Regions from separate parts of the Capsicum annuum genome. Here region 2 is linked to region 1. The links are chromatin contacts, called in public Hi-C maps. All regions are on one chromosome and are shown on one strand. The core of a region is the stretch at or near the end of the contact, and the rest is flanking DNA. Distances in the headings are between cores, read along the strand shown. Region 1 holds the start of LOC107878007 (auxin response factor 19). Region 2 has its middle 21 kb from the start of LOC107878005.

Region 1 (7,314 bases), core at 148-2,647:
ACTGCAACTTTCAAGAAGATGGTGCACAAGATCAGAATGCAAAGGTTCAAGTATGTTCTTATTAGGGGGAGTTAATACGCGCTGTACTCTTTTTCGCTTACGAGGTTTTGTCCCACTGTATTTTCCTTGTAAGATTTTTAATGAGACAACCTATATGCATATTATTAGACATTTAAGCGAAAGTATTATGATATTAATGTATATCAGTTGTAGTGAATGTCGATCAAGATCTAATTGACATCTATCAGGATTTGAAGTATCTGTCTTTTGCGCAGAAACTAGGAGTAAATTTTCCCTATAAATAGAAGGACTTTCTTCATTGTAAATCATCACTCAAGAGAAATAACAATTATTCTCTCTATTCTCTCTACTCTTTTTCTTTATTCTTTATTATTTCATAACAAATTAATTATTTTTTATTTTTTAAAGTGACAATTATTTTGTCTCAACTATTTTGGTAAGTGTGACAATTAAAATGGATCAAAGAGAATACTTTTCACAAATTTATTATACTTAACTAATTTTATAAATAATATTGTGAAAGCTTTAATTATATTATTTTTCTATATTTATTTAATAATAAAGATAATATTAAAAGCAAACAGTTAGTTTCTCTTGATTTAATGAACAAGTAAAAGACTAACAAAGTAAAAAAGAAAAGAAGGGAGTATAAGTCATAAAAAAGATTCACCTGCATCAATTAATTATTCTTCCCTCCATTTTTATTTATTTAATATATTAAAAATAATTATCTAATTTTATTTATCCAGTTTAAAAATTTAAGAGATAATTTATTATTTTGTATTTATTTATCCTTGCTACTTCATTAAATATTATAACTAAACGCATTTTATGTTACAACTACACCGGGCTGAAGTCTGTATTTTGTAACTAAAACCGTATTTTATTTTCTATGCAATTCTGTTCGACCAAAAAAAAATTATATTTACTTTTCAACAATTAAATGAATTATAACTAATAAAGGTAATATTTTAAAATTATTATTTCAGATATAATTTTCTTAATAGGTACTCCCTCATATTTTTTTTATGTAATATTTAAGGAGAAATTAATAAGAGGTGCAAAATTAACTAATATGTTTTTATTTATTCTTTTATTGAATGAATCTTTGAATGTAGTTGAAAAAAAAGTAGTTAATTGTATGTTAACTTCTTAAATATGTCAATTATTTTAAGATAAATTATTTTAATAAATATTTCAAATAATTTGAGAGGAATAGAATATATGAAGCCAAACATAAAGTGCACGAAGGAAATAAGCTGGAGTAATTGTTTTGACTAGAAAGATTGGTTATAGTTGGATTGAGAATGATGGAAATAAATGTCTTGTGGGAGCAAAACATGGCTTGTAATTTCACTCATTATTTAACCTTGTCCAGTTCATTTATGTCGGCTTGTTCTCTACTACTTCTCTCTCCCATTTCACAAAACGTAATAATACAACATATACACATACGTATATCAATCATATCACAGGCTATATATTATTTTTAATTATTATTACAATAATCTTGCATAGAATAGAATAGTATAAAGGTTGTAGTACAGCAGCAATATAAAACAGCTCCCGTTATCATTGGCGTCTGATTTTCCGGCGACTTCTCTGATTCCCCCCCCCCCCCTCACCACCCCACCACCTTGCACCTGGGGTGATGTGTAACTTTATTATTCTTTCTGCCTTCCCATTTTTGGATAGCCATATCTATAAGATTATTTGCTAGTTCTTGATTTTCCGGTGACCGGAACAAGCTGACGATTTGTTGACAATGGAAAAGCAAAAGCATATTTACATTTAAGGAATTTGTGATCATATTTGATAATTTGGGCTGATGCAATTATGGAGCTAATGGTGGTTTAGTACCTAATAATTATTGATGGAGTTTTCTATCTTGAGAACGTGAAAAGCATTTTGTAGCTGGAATTACGCGAAAGATTTGTTTTGCACCAATTCTTATTTTTATTCTTCTCTTAAAATTCTTTTTGGAGAGAAGTGCAACTTCTGCTGAAATGAAGGCACCATCAAACGGATATATACCTAATTCAGGAGAAGGTGATTCCTACAACCTCATTCAATCCTTTTTATTTTGCATTTTCTACCTCTTTGTTTTTAAAAAATTCTCTTAGTTGTGCTTCATTTTGCTTCCTATGACCTCTCAGACTGTTGGGGGTGGGGGATATAATAAGTGGAATTTGCTGCCATGTTTTAGCTTTGATTTGCTATTGTAATAAGGCTTAACACAAGGCGTTCAATTGATTATTTTGTCACTTAATAACCATAATATGCAGTTTTTTCTTAAGGTAAGTTGGATTTTAATGCTCAAGTTTCCTTTGAATATTGCCTGTTTTTCAATTTTTCTCTTAGAAAAACATTTGTATTACAAAGGATTGAGAACAAAAGTACACTTTCTCTTAACTGCTTTTAGTTGTTTATTCTTTTCATTTGTTAGTGATTTCGGTGCATTAGCAAAATGTTACTAATACAATTTGTATATCCAGGAGTACAAATTCTGTTTGGTGTAATTGATCTACGGATTCATGTCTTCTTTCTGAGTTGAAATTCGGATTATATACTGGATAACCGTCAAAATTGGTTTACCCAATATCTGCTACTCGTTTAAGTTTCACTTTTGACCTCTTATTTAGCAGATGCCTCGGATGGTCCACTTTCCATTTTTGTGGGGTTGGTTCACTGCCTTTAAAAATGCCTAAACTACTCCTGGCAGCTTGTGTTTACTCCATTTTGGAGCAGAAAGTGCATTTTCGATTTCTGTGCATCATTCTCGGTCTATTAAGTAGGCTGTGCTTTGGTAACAAGTAAGTATTAGGAGGGGTAAGAACAGAGTTGAAAACGAGGTTATCACTGGAATAGGAACAAAATAAATACTGCAGATTTTGCTTGATCTGCCTTCATGATGCTTTAATACAATCTATTTGCCGTAAGTTCATACTCTCACATGGGTTTCTTTGAGAAGAGAAGGTAAGTTCTTTTCATGAATCACAAGATCGAGAAACTACTGCTATCTTCGCATGTCATTGACATGTTTAAACTATCTAGTATTGGTTAGTTTTTGATTGCTATTAGGTATACAACTATTTGAGGGTCACACATATCAACGGTTTGAGGGTCACGTGATATTTACTTAGGTTCCTGGTATTGCTGACGCTTTATAATCATTTGGTTTGCGGGACTCCTTATCTTTATGATGGGGAGCCTTAGAGCATTGGTAAAGTTTTCTCCATGTGACCTATGGGTCACGGGTTCGACCTGTGGAAGCAGCCACTAATGTCTGCATTAGGTAGAGTGGTAGACTATGTACATCACATCCTTTGGGTGCGGCTCTTCTCCGGACCCTGCTAGCGCGGCATTCTTTGTGCACCGGGCTGCCATTTTTAACTCCTTATCTTTATGTACCAGTAGTTAATATTTCTTTTTAATACAGGTTCCAGTGAGATAATCCTTCAGTTGGGGCTAAAAAAAGGAGAAACAGGAGAAAATTTTCCTTTTTGGTTGCATGAATGATGCTCACAGATCTGGTAGTCAAGAGAATTATTTTGCACATAAAGGACCTTAGTTTCTAGCATATCAAAGCATCATATGTATATTTGTATACAATTGGACTTTAATTTAGTAAATATGTGTAAGTTTGTATCATAATGCAACAGGAGAAAGAAAGCTCATGAATTCAGAGTTATGGCACGCTTGTGCTGGCCCATTGGTTTCTTTGCCTCCTGTTGGAAGCCTTGTGGTATATTTTCCTCAAGGTCACAGTGAGCAGGTATGTTTCTTTTGGAGTTGAATAGGAGTATTACTACCCCCAAGATGATGAAACCTTACTTCGATATCAATCTATGCAGGTGGCGGCATCAATGCAAAAGGAGACAGATGGAATTCCAAGTTATCCTAATCTTCCATCCAAGTTGATTTGCATGTTACACAACGTTACTTTACATGTATGGCATCTTCCTCTATCCTCATATTGGCTGGGATTTACGATTTCATGAATTGTCTTTCCATTTCCATATATTTTTCTTAAAATTAATGATTGAATATGGGTGTTTTCATTTGGGATCACTGTACTTCTTAAGTTTTGTATTGTTTATTTGCCTCATTTTATATGAATTAAGTAGAAAAATATTGTTCTATTACGGAAAATTAACGAGCAGTGGAGTTTCCCTTTTCCAAACATGTTTTTCTTGTTACATTTTTGTTAGGCTGACACTGAAACCGATGAGGTCTATGCTCAGATGACTCTTCAACCTGTAAACAAAGTAAGTCCTTATGCTGTTTGCAATATCAGCTGTCATCTTTGCGGTCAAATACTTTTTACCGTCTCCTTTAGAAGTTGTATGAAACAAACTTTTGCTTTTTGATTCTGCAGTATGACCAGGAGGCTTTACTTTTGTCTGATATGGGCCTTAAGCAGAACAGGCAGCCTGCTGAGTTCTTCTGTAAAACTCTCACAGCTAGTGATACAAGCACCCATGGTGGATTTTCCGTTCCTCGTCGTGCAGCCGAGAAGATATTTCCTCCTCTGGTATGTTTATCTTGACCAAAGTGTCTTCAAGAGAAGCGATCTACTTTATTGCATCTGACAGGGAGCTTCTTTGTAGGACTATTCTATGCAACCTCCTGCTCAGGAGCTAATGGCTAGAGATTTGCATGATCAAGCATGGACTTTCAGGCATATATATCGAGGTACCTTTACGATCTTCTACTCTTATGTTGGACGCTTTAGTTTTGATAATTAATTCTGTGTGGAACTACTAATGAGGCAACACTTTGGGTCACTATGCTACGAGTTGACATTTAAGGTTTCTCTCCAAAGGATACAGTAATGTCGGACTGCTAAGCTACAACAACAACAACAAACCCAGTGTATTCCCACATAGTAAGGTCTGGGGAGGGTAAGATGTACGCAGTCCATACCACTACTCTCGGGGAAGTAGCAAGGCCGTTTCCGATAGACCCCCGGCTCAAGACAAGGAATAGTAATCAAAGTCATACCAAAAAACCTGGAACAAGACAAAACATAGAGACGCCACATATAGGGAAAGAGTAAACAAAGACTAGTAAACTATCGTAATCCTACAAGCAACAAGAAATCATAATAAGAATACTACACCCACCGAGTAATGCCCTACCCTACCTATCCAAAATAGCACTAGCCTTCCATCCTAATATGCGTCCTCCAGATCTTCCTATCTAGGGTCATGTCCTCAGTAAGCCGTAACTGCTCCATGTCCCGCCTAATCACCTATCTCCAGTACTTCTTCGGCCTACCCCTGCCCCGTCTGAAACCATCCAAAGCAAGCCCCTCACACCTACGAACCGGTGCCTCCGTGCCCCTCCTCATCATGTGTCCGAACCATCTCAAACGAACCTCCCGCATCTTGTCCTCCACCGAAGCCACTCCAACCTTTTCTCGGATAGTCTCATTCCGAACTCTATCACCCCTAGTAAGCCCACATATCCAACGCTTCAATTTCTGAATGTGAGAGTTCTTGACTGGACAATACTCTGCTCCATACAACAAGGCCGGGTGGACTGCCACCCTGTAAAATTTGCCTTTAAGCTTGGGCGGCACCTTCTTATCAGACAACACCCTCGAGGCGAGCTTCCACTTCATCCATCCCACCCCGATACGGTGAGAGACTTCCTCGTCAATCTCACGATTTCCCTGAATCATGGACTCAAGATACTTGAAACTACCCCTCTTACACACCACCTGAGACTCCAGCCTTACTACCACGTCATCCCCCTCCCTCGAGCCATCAAACTTACATTCCAAATACTCGGTCTTGCTCTTACTTAATCTGAACCCTTTAAACTCAAAGGTTCTAATTTATCATTCACACCCCCCGAGTCTCATCAATCAAAACCACATCATCTGCAAAAAGCATATACCAGGGCACCTCGCCTTGAATACGCCGCGTCAACATATCCATCACCAAAACAAACAAAAACTGGCTAAGAGTAGATCCCTGATGTAACCCTGTCAGGATAGGGAAATGTTCAGAATCACCCCCCGCCGTCCTCACCTGGGTCTTAGCTCCATCATACATGTCCTTGATTGCTCTGATATACGCCACCAGGACCCCACTCACCTCCAGGCATCTCCAAAGAACTTCCTTAGGGACTTTGTCGTATGCCTTCTCCAAGTCGATAAACACCATGTGCCTTCTTTGTTTCCCTATACTGTTCCACCAGTCTTCGAATTGCCTCCGTCGTCGAGCCCCCGAGCATAAATCCAAACTGGTTCTCCGAAATAGAGACTATCCTCCTCAACCTCAACTCGACCACTCTTTTCCAAATTTTCATAGTGTGACTCAATAACTTAATACCTCGAAAATTGTTGCAACACTGAATGTCATCCTTATTCTTATACAGAGGAATCATAGTGCTCCATCTCCAATGCGTCGGGCATTTTCGCAGACTCGAAAATGCCGTTAAACAAATTGGTCAACCACCTTAAACCATTCTCTCCAGCAAACTTCCAAAAATCCACAGGGATCTCATCAGGCCCCGTCGCCCTACCTCTTCGCATCCTGCGAATAGCCTCTCTGACCTCCTCCACCTTAAAATGTTTACAATAACTGAAATCACGACGCTCCTCTGATTGCTCCAGCTCCCCTAACACCATAACTCTATCCTCTTCATCATTCAAGAGCCTATGAAAATACGATTGCCATCTTTTCTTAATGTGAACATCTTCCACCAACACTCTACCATCCTCCCCCTTAATGCACTTGACCTGATCGAGGTCACAACTCTTCCTCTCCCTAGCCTTAGCCAGCCTAAACAACCTCTTTTCCCCTCCTTTCTCCTCTAACCCCGCATACAAGCTCTCAAACGCCGCCGTCTTAGTAGCCGTAAGTGCTAGCTTAGCCCCCCTCCTCGCTAACTTGTACTCCTCCCTATTTACCCGCTTCTCTTCTTCATCCTTACTCTCAACCAACTTAGCATATGCCCCCTTCTTAGTCTCCACTTTCTTCTTAACTTCTTCATTCCACCACCAATAATTAACCTTCGTTTTCATATGCAGTCTCCAAAGGATACAGTTCCATGTCGGACTGCTAAGCTAAATGACTCAAATAATTAACCTTCGTTTTCATATGCAGTAGTAACTTTTATCTCCAAATCCACCTCAGCTTATGAAAAATGTGATTCTAATAATATTTTTCTTAATAGTTTTCTTGGTTCAAGTTTTCAAATATCTTTTTATTAAGAGAGCTTATTTTGTAGTGGAAATTTCTCAAGGACACTGATGTAAAGAAACTTAGTCCTAGTGTCATG
Region 2 (6,847 bases), core at 3,884-6,383, 320 kb before region 1:
TCTAAAATATATGGGATTCATAAAATATATGGTAGGAGAATTAATCAATATTTTTTTTCTACGATTCAATTAGAAAAATATTCCTAAAATAGGAATCTATTAAGGAAATACTTCTATAAATATTGAGATGTACGTTAAATTCGAAAACGAATCGGTTTGCCTATTGCGAGAATATGATTGATGTTCATCTAACTTGATTCGATTGCATATTGAGATGGTGGATGCTTGATTTTTTTACCCTCAACTTCTTCATTATTTTTGTCAGCATAATAGAATTTAACATGTGTGTATATATATATCTTCTTTGTTTTCATTTAAGGGTCAAAATTTTTCCTCAGACAAGAGTTAGTTGGATCAAAATTGAAGTTTTGTGATCACTATTATATTTTTTTCTTGTGTAAAGGTTAAGTTTAATTATATTGTTTTGATATCTTTATTATCTTATTGTTTGATTTTAGTTTATAGATATTAGATGAATGTGGGTCGACTTTGAAAATTTTTCTTAGGTAAATGTTAGGTTTAATTGTATTATCGTAATGTCTCTATTAGTTTGTTATTTTGTGGTAGTTACAGTTCGTAGATGAATCTCGACCGGCTTTGAGAAATTTTTGTGTGTAAAATTTAAGTTTGATTGTATTATTTTGATATCACTTTTATCGTATTATTTCATTGTAGTTTACAGGTGATAGATAAATGTTGGTTGGCTTTGAGGAATTTTTTTTATGTAAAAGTTAAATTTAGTTGTATTATTTTGTTATTGTTTACAGATGGTAGATGAGTGTCAGACAACTTTGAGAAAATTTTTGTGTGTAAAGATTAGATTTAGATGTCTCTACCATTGTATTATTTTGTTGCAATTTACAGATAATAGGTGAATGTCGATCGACTTTTAAAAATATTTTTGGTAAAGATTAGGTTTAATAAATAAATTCTCTATCTTTACATACTCAAAAGATATTAAATTTAATTATTATATTCATCTTTATTATTTAAACAAATATACCATTTAATGTAATATTTAAATTCATTAAAGTGAGGTATACGGGCAAGACGCGTACACCTAAACTAATATATAGAAAATAGGAAAACAAAAAAGAAAAGGAAAAGAAGCAAATACTTCTAGAAATTAGGAATCATCAACTGTGTATGAGCATGAAGTTTCCTATTTTAATCAAATACTACGATGGATATATGTCAACTGAAATATTTACTGGAGAACCAATTCCTTCAACCATGAAAACAGTCGTTTCTGTAAAGTAGGACCAGATTTTATTTCAACGAAAAGCATTTCTCATTAAATGATGTGAGAATTCGAAATAACACGTAAATACTTCAATTTTTCTTATTATTTATTTATTTATTTATTTATTATGTGGGATTAATTATTTGGATATTTGTTTTGTACGATCTAGTTTTAGAACTCCTTTTTTTTTTTTTTTTTTTTTTACAAATATATAAGTAGATATTTATACATAAAATGGTGACTCGATTAATTCTAAATTTATTAGTTATATGTACTTGTATTTAAATGAGACTATTCGGGAGAAAATGAGAGTGACTTCGGCGGAGAACAAGATGCGAGAAGTGAAATTGTGTTGGTTCGGACATGTGATGAGGAGGGACAAGGACGCTCCAGTACAGAGGTGTGAGAGGCTGATGGCATGACATAGGGCAATTATAGTTTATAGAGGACATGACCCTTGGTAGAAAAGTGTGGAGGACGCGGATTCGGATAGAGGAGCAGTGGTAGGAGAACGTTCGTAATAGTAAGGAAAAGTGCTCTATTTATATCTGTGCCTGTAGTTTCTTGTAGCTATTGTTCGTGGTGTTTTGATGTTGTCTATAATTTCGTATAGCTAGTTTACAATATTACTTTGTGGGTGCTTATTTTCTTTACTATCTAGCGATGTGATATCCCTTTTTGTTGTTTGTTTTTATATTTTCTGTTTGTTATATTTGTTAGAGTTTGTGATCCGAATTTTATTGATCCGGTTCGAAAGGATCGCGGTGCGACCCATGTTGGTAAAACTGTAATCATGAGATTTTTTTGGGGATCTGCGGTGTATGAACCTGTATATTTTTGGCCTTAGAATTTTCTTATTTGCACGTATTATATAAGTGCAATTTAGAGGGATGACTTTTGACAGTTTAAAAAAAGAGTTATTGATATTTCGGCTCCTCCTTGTATTCTTCTCCGATATAGTGAATTTTCTCCTCCTCTGCCCGTGTTTTTTCCCGTCTAGGGTTTCCACGTAAAATCTATGTGTTTTTATTTATTTTTTATTGTATTGCCTATTCCTGTTTGATTTCATAACAATATTGTTATTTGTTCTGAGTCGGGGCTGAGTCGGGGTCTATCGAAAATAGTCTCTCTACTTTATTTGGGGTAGTAATATGGACTGCATACATTTTACCCTTCTTAGCTACTTCATTGAGGTAGTGATATAGATTGCATACATTCTACTCTTCTTAGATCTCCACTTTGTAGGAATACACCAAATATGTTGTTGTTATATGTAGTTGTGTTGAAAGCAAAACCACAGAAAAAGTAATTCATGAACCCTACTTATCCTTTCTCCTTTAATACTTCAAATTTATCAGTTGGTTGTCATGAGTTATGACAAAACGGCCTTAATGAAGTGGGCCCACGGGTCCTTAATCCTCTCGAGTCAGTCAACTAACACAAGGCCCATTGGGCCCTATTAGTGGGAGTCCATAAAAAGCATGATGAGGTGTGCATCTACCCACGTCACGTGAATGTTAAGCCCTCTCCCTCGTAAATTACGCCTAGTGTCTTTAAAGTATTCGGTCTTAAATTATCGTCTCAATGTTTGGTTTAAATTTTTATTTCCGCTAATAAGTTCACATTTTTCTAGGTAGAATTTGTAGAATTGAGTAGGTTTAATGTCTTAAAATATCCTGAACGTCTGTCTTATGGACGAAAATTAGAAGTTAGAACTTATGTATGTTGTACAATATAACAAATTTCAACTTCTGCTTATAAAGTTTTCTGATTAATTGTGCAAATTTAATGTCTTAAATATTTCTAAAATGCCTGCATCATAGACAAAAGTTAGAACATTTGCCTATTATTAAAATTTGTTAAGTGGGACAAAAAAAATAAGAATAACTCTTACGAAAGTCATTTTTATAAAACTTTCTGCATGAGACTAAAATATCAACTAAAAATTGCACAAATACACAACTTATATTTTCAATATTATTAAAAATTCAAGCTCGCTAAATATATCACAAAAATTTCAACATATACACAAAATGAGAGAGTAAAATAATTTAAAAAGTGGGAGAGAGTGTAATTACTTCCAAAAGGATTGATATTTATGTTATTTATACTAATATCAAACCAACCCATTTTAGGATATAAACCACATAATTTCCTTCTATAATGAAAGTATTTACATATAATCCCATTAGAATTTCTTTCTCCCTAATTTGTAAAATATACTTATACATTAGGTAGGCCCTTATACATTATTGCAATGTATGATAAAACAGATTTGCCTATATTTATGGAAAGAGAAATCAGATACTATCTTTCTCTACCTTAATTAATGCAATTAATTATCTATCATTACGTGGTGTATGATTAAATATAGTAACTGAAATTTAATCATAAAAAAGTCTTATTATTTCCTTCTTATACTATTTTAGTAGTAATAAATTACATAAATAATAATAAAATATAATTTTAATTAAAACTTTTTTAAAAATTATGTAACAACATAAAATAATATAAAATCTAGTGGGAGTATTTATTTTTCATTCTCTTTCCTTTACTTTAGTAGGAGTAATATTAATACGTATGGATTATATGTGTTCACACTGATATGATCCATTAAGCTCCCAGAAAATTGATTTTCAAAGTATGTTTTGACGAAAGAAATTATCTTTCATTCACGGAATCATATAAATTTATTATAAATAATTTAAAATTCATGAAAAAATAAACATCAGTTAACAAAATAGTTAAATGAAAATAATATATATCCAAATATAATTGATATATTCAGTTTTATTGTTCAGTATGTGATGTATTTATTGAATCAGCGCAAATAACGAATAAGTTGAAATTTAAAAGATAACATTATACAACAATTGCACATGTATGTGGCACATTATAAATTTAAAAAATAATCTATAGTAATGTATAATGTCAACTATACATTTAAGTATTAACATTAAACATGTATACTTCTGTATCCTTATCAGAAGACATAATGTAACCTTATACAATATTAATACTTTCTAATTGTATAATACCAAATAATACATAAAATGCCTCTTAAATTTAATAAGAGCTTCTTAATGTATAATATAATGAAATATATAGCAAAAGAATTATATTATACATTAGTCTTCTAAAAATAACTAATGCATAATGTCTGATATATTATGACTTATACATTAAAATACAATCTTCCAAAATGTATAATATCACACTATACATATAAAATATTCACCTTATACATTAATTATCTACAAGATTATAATAATTTTAAGAAAAAATTAGTGTTATTGTAACATTACATTGGCTACATGATAATAAGGAAAAAAATGATTCAATTTTCTTTATTACGTGAATTGAAAGTGTATTCAATTCCAATTATAAAAGTGACCCAGATAGGAGGGGGATGAGAGAGTACTAATATTATATTAGCGTGATTGTAGGCATAAATAAAGGAGTACATTTATATGGAGCAAAAATCAGTGCACTAAAATAGGAGCAAAATATGATATTTTGATATGTATGAGAAGGATGAAAGAGAAAGAGTGAATTTAAGGGGTTTAAGTAATTACTTTGAAATTTTTGTAATTTCTTTTTCAATATGAGATTTTATGTAATAAGATAAAGTTATCTTATGTATATATGTAATTTTTAGTGTTTCTTTAACTTGACCCTCTAAAAAATGAGGGTGGGCCTTTGTCCATTAATTAGCAGGCCGTGCACTCAAGGGGGACTTGGCCTACTTCATGTTTGTTTGGCTACTTTTCTAGTATATCTTATTTTTCAACTCCAACTCCTTTTGATGGTTACTGAAAATTGCCTAGAGAAATTAATAGATGTAACAGTGAACTCAGTCAATGCTGGGTTTCTTTCATTCGCCCAAATATGCAAGCAGCAGGCAATGATATCCAACTAATTGCTATTTTGTGTGTTCATTGCTTTAAGAGAAATCCCATCTACCCCTTAACTGGACTTCTATTTTTCTGTTTTGTTAGCCAGTGCACGTATGTGTTTCGCAATTTCAAAGTGAACACATGTAAATCACCACAGTACTTTTCTCCGTTTGTTTTCAACATAATTTAATTCATGGAAAATAAATTTAAATTACAAATAAAAATATGAAGAAACAATAATTTTATTGATAAACAATGTGGGTACAAATCTGTTTCTCCCTTGATTCTTCTCTCTTGATTCTCCTTAATTCGAGGGCCGTCAGTAGCGTATTTCTCGAATGTAAGAAGAGTTAGATATGAATTTCTCCATAATTTGAGGGTCGTTAGTGACGTATTTCTCGAACATAGGAATATTTGGATTTGATCTCCATGAAAGAAGGATTTGTCGATCTTCTTGATTTATTTGATTAATCAAGAAGAGAGGGTTTTGGTTCCTTTGACCTTTGAGATCTTCGAGATTTATGAATATCTCATTAATTTGTGGGATGTTTGGAATTTTGGAGATGCCCCCTAAAAATATATTTGACCCCTTTATATAGGGGTAATTTAGGGTTTATGTAGAGTAACCACCAAGCTAGATTTAAGGTAAATAGCCCCAAGAACTCTACCTAAAATTGAACTCTTTTTGTAGAGTCCACAAAATTTCAATGTCTACAAATGCCCTCTACTTCAAGGCTTGTTGGAGTGTAGACTTGATGAAACTCAAAGACGAGTCTTGAAGTACCGCTTCTATCTTTACGCAACGGCTACAGATTTGTAGCAATAGAGCTTTTATCTTTATGCAGCAGCTATAGATTTGCAGATCTGATTTTGCGGTAGCTACAGATTTGCAGATCTGATTTATCTGATTTATGAGAGAAGAGATAAAGGAAAAATTTGGTCCCACTGGGCGTGCCAGTTTGTTTCCAACATACTTTAATTCATGGAAAATAAACTTCAACCACAAATAAAAATATGAAGAAACAACAATTTTATTGATAAACGATGTGGGTACAAATTTGTTCCTACCTTGATTCTTCTCTCTTGATTTTCTCCTTAATTCGAGGGCTGTCTGTAGCGTATTTCTCGAATGTAGGAAGATTTGGATATGAATTTCTCCATAATTCGAGGGCCGTTAGTGGCATATTTCTCAAACATAGGAATATTTTGAATTTCTTCATAATTCAAGGGCCGTTAGTGGTGTATTTCTCGAATATAAGAATATTTAGATTTGATCTCCATGAAAGGAGGATTTGTCAATCTTCTTAATTTATTTGATTAATCAAGAAGAGAGGGTTTTGATCCCTTTGACCTTTGAGATCTTCGAGATTTATGAATATCTCATTAATTTGTGAGATATTTGGGATCTTGGAGATGCCCTTTAAAAGAATATTTGACCCCATTATATAGGGGTAATTTAGGGTTTAGGTAGAGTAACCACCAAACTAGATTTAAGGTAAATAGCCCCAAGAACTCTAACCAAAATTGAACTTTTTTTGTAGAATCCACAAAATTTCAATGTCTACACTGTGATCCGATTATTTGGTTAGGTTGAAAGCTAGTTAGAGGGGTGCAATCCCCCCCTTCTTTCCCCTTTGTTGTAAAATTACACAATTGTTATAAATTATAAAGGTGGGAAGAAGAAGAATGAAGAGAAAAAAGAGGTGAT

What was found. A called contact is a pair of places that touch in the nucleus more often than the background predicts.
Region 2: a contact with region 1 is called in a Hi-C map of leaf, with 2.5 times the contacts expected there. The contact joins the enhancer-like site here to the promoter of LOC107878007 in region 1. A contact is called at or near these places in 2 of 5 Hi-C or Micro-C datasets (leaf and pericarp).

What each region holds. Positions count from the first base shown.
Region 1 is chr7:129,433,806-129,441,119 of UCD10Xv1.1, reverse strand. It overlaps LOC107878007 (auxin response factor 19), which reads left to right and starts at 1,397. Exons shown (of 13, transcript XM_047393731.1): 1 at 1,397-2,070; 2 at 3,684-3,796; 3 at 3,876-3,971; 4 at 4,233-4,289; 5 at 4,400-4,555; 6 at 4,632-4,716. The coding sequence starts at 2,028.
Region 2 is chr7:129,756,682-129,763,528 of UCD10Xv1.1, reverse strand. No RefSeq gene overlaps it. Among protein-coding and RNA genes, the nearest start is that of LOC107878005, 21 kb to the left of the region's middle. Within about 2 kb of position 5,133, at least 2 of the 5 cell types and tissues checked have an H3K27ac peak or open chromatin away from gene starts, as enhancers often do. A contact at or near this core is called in leaf, where this site is marked.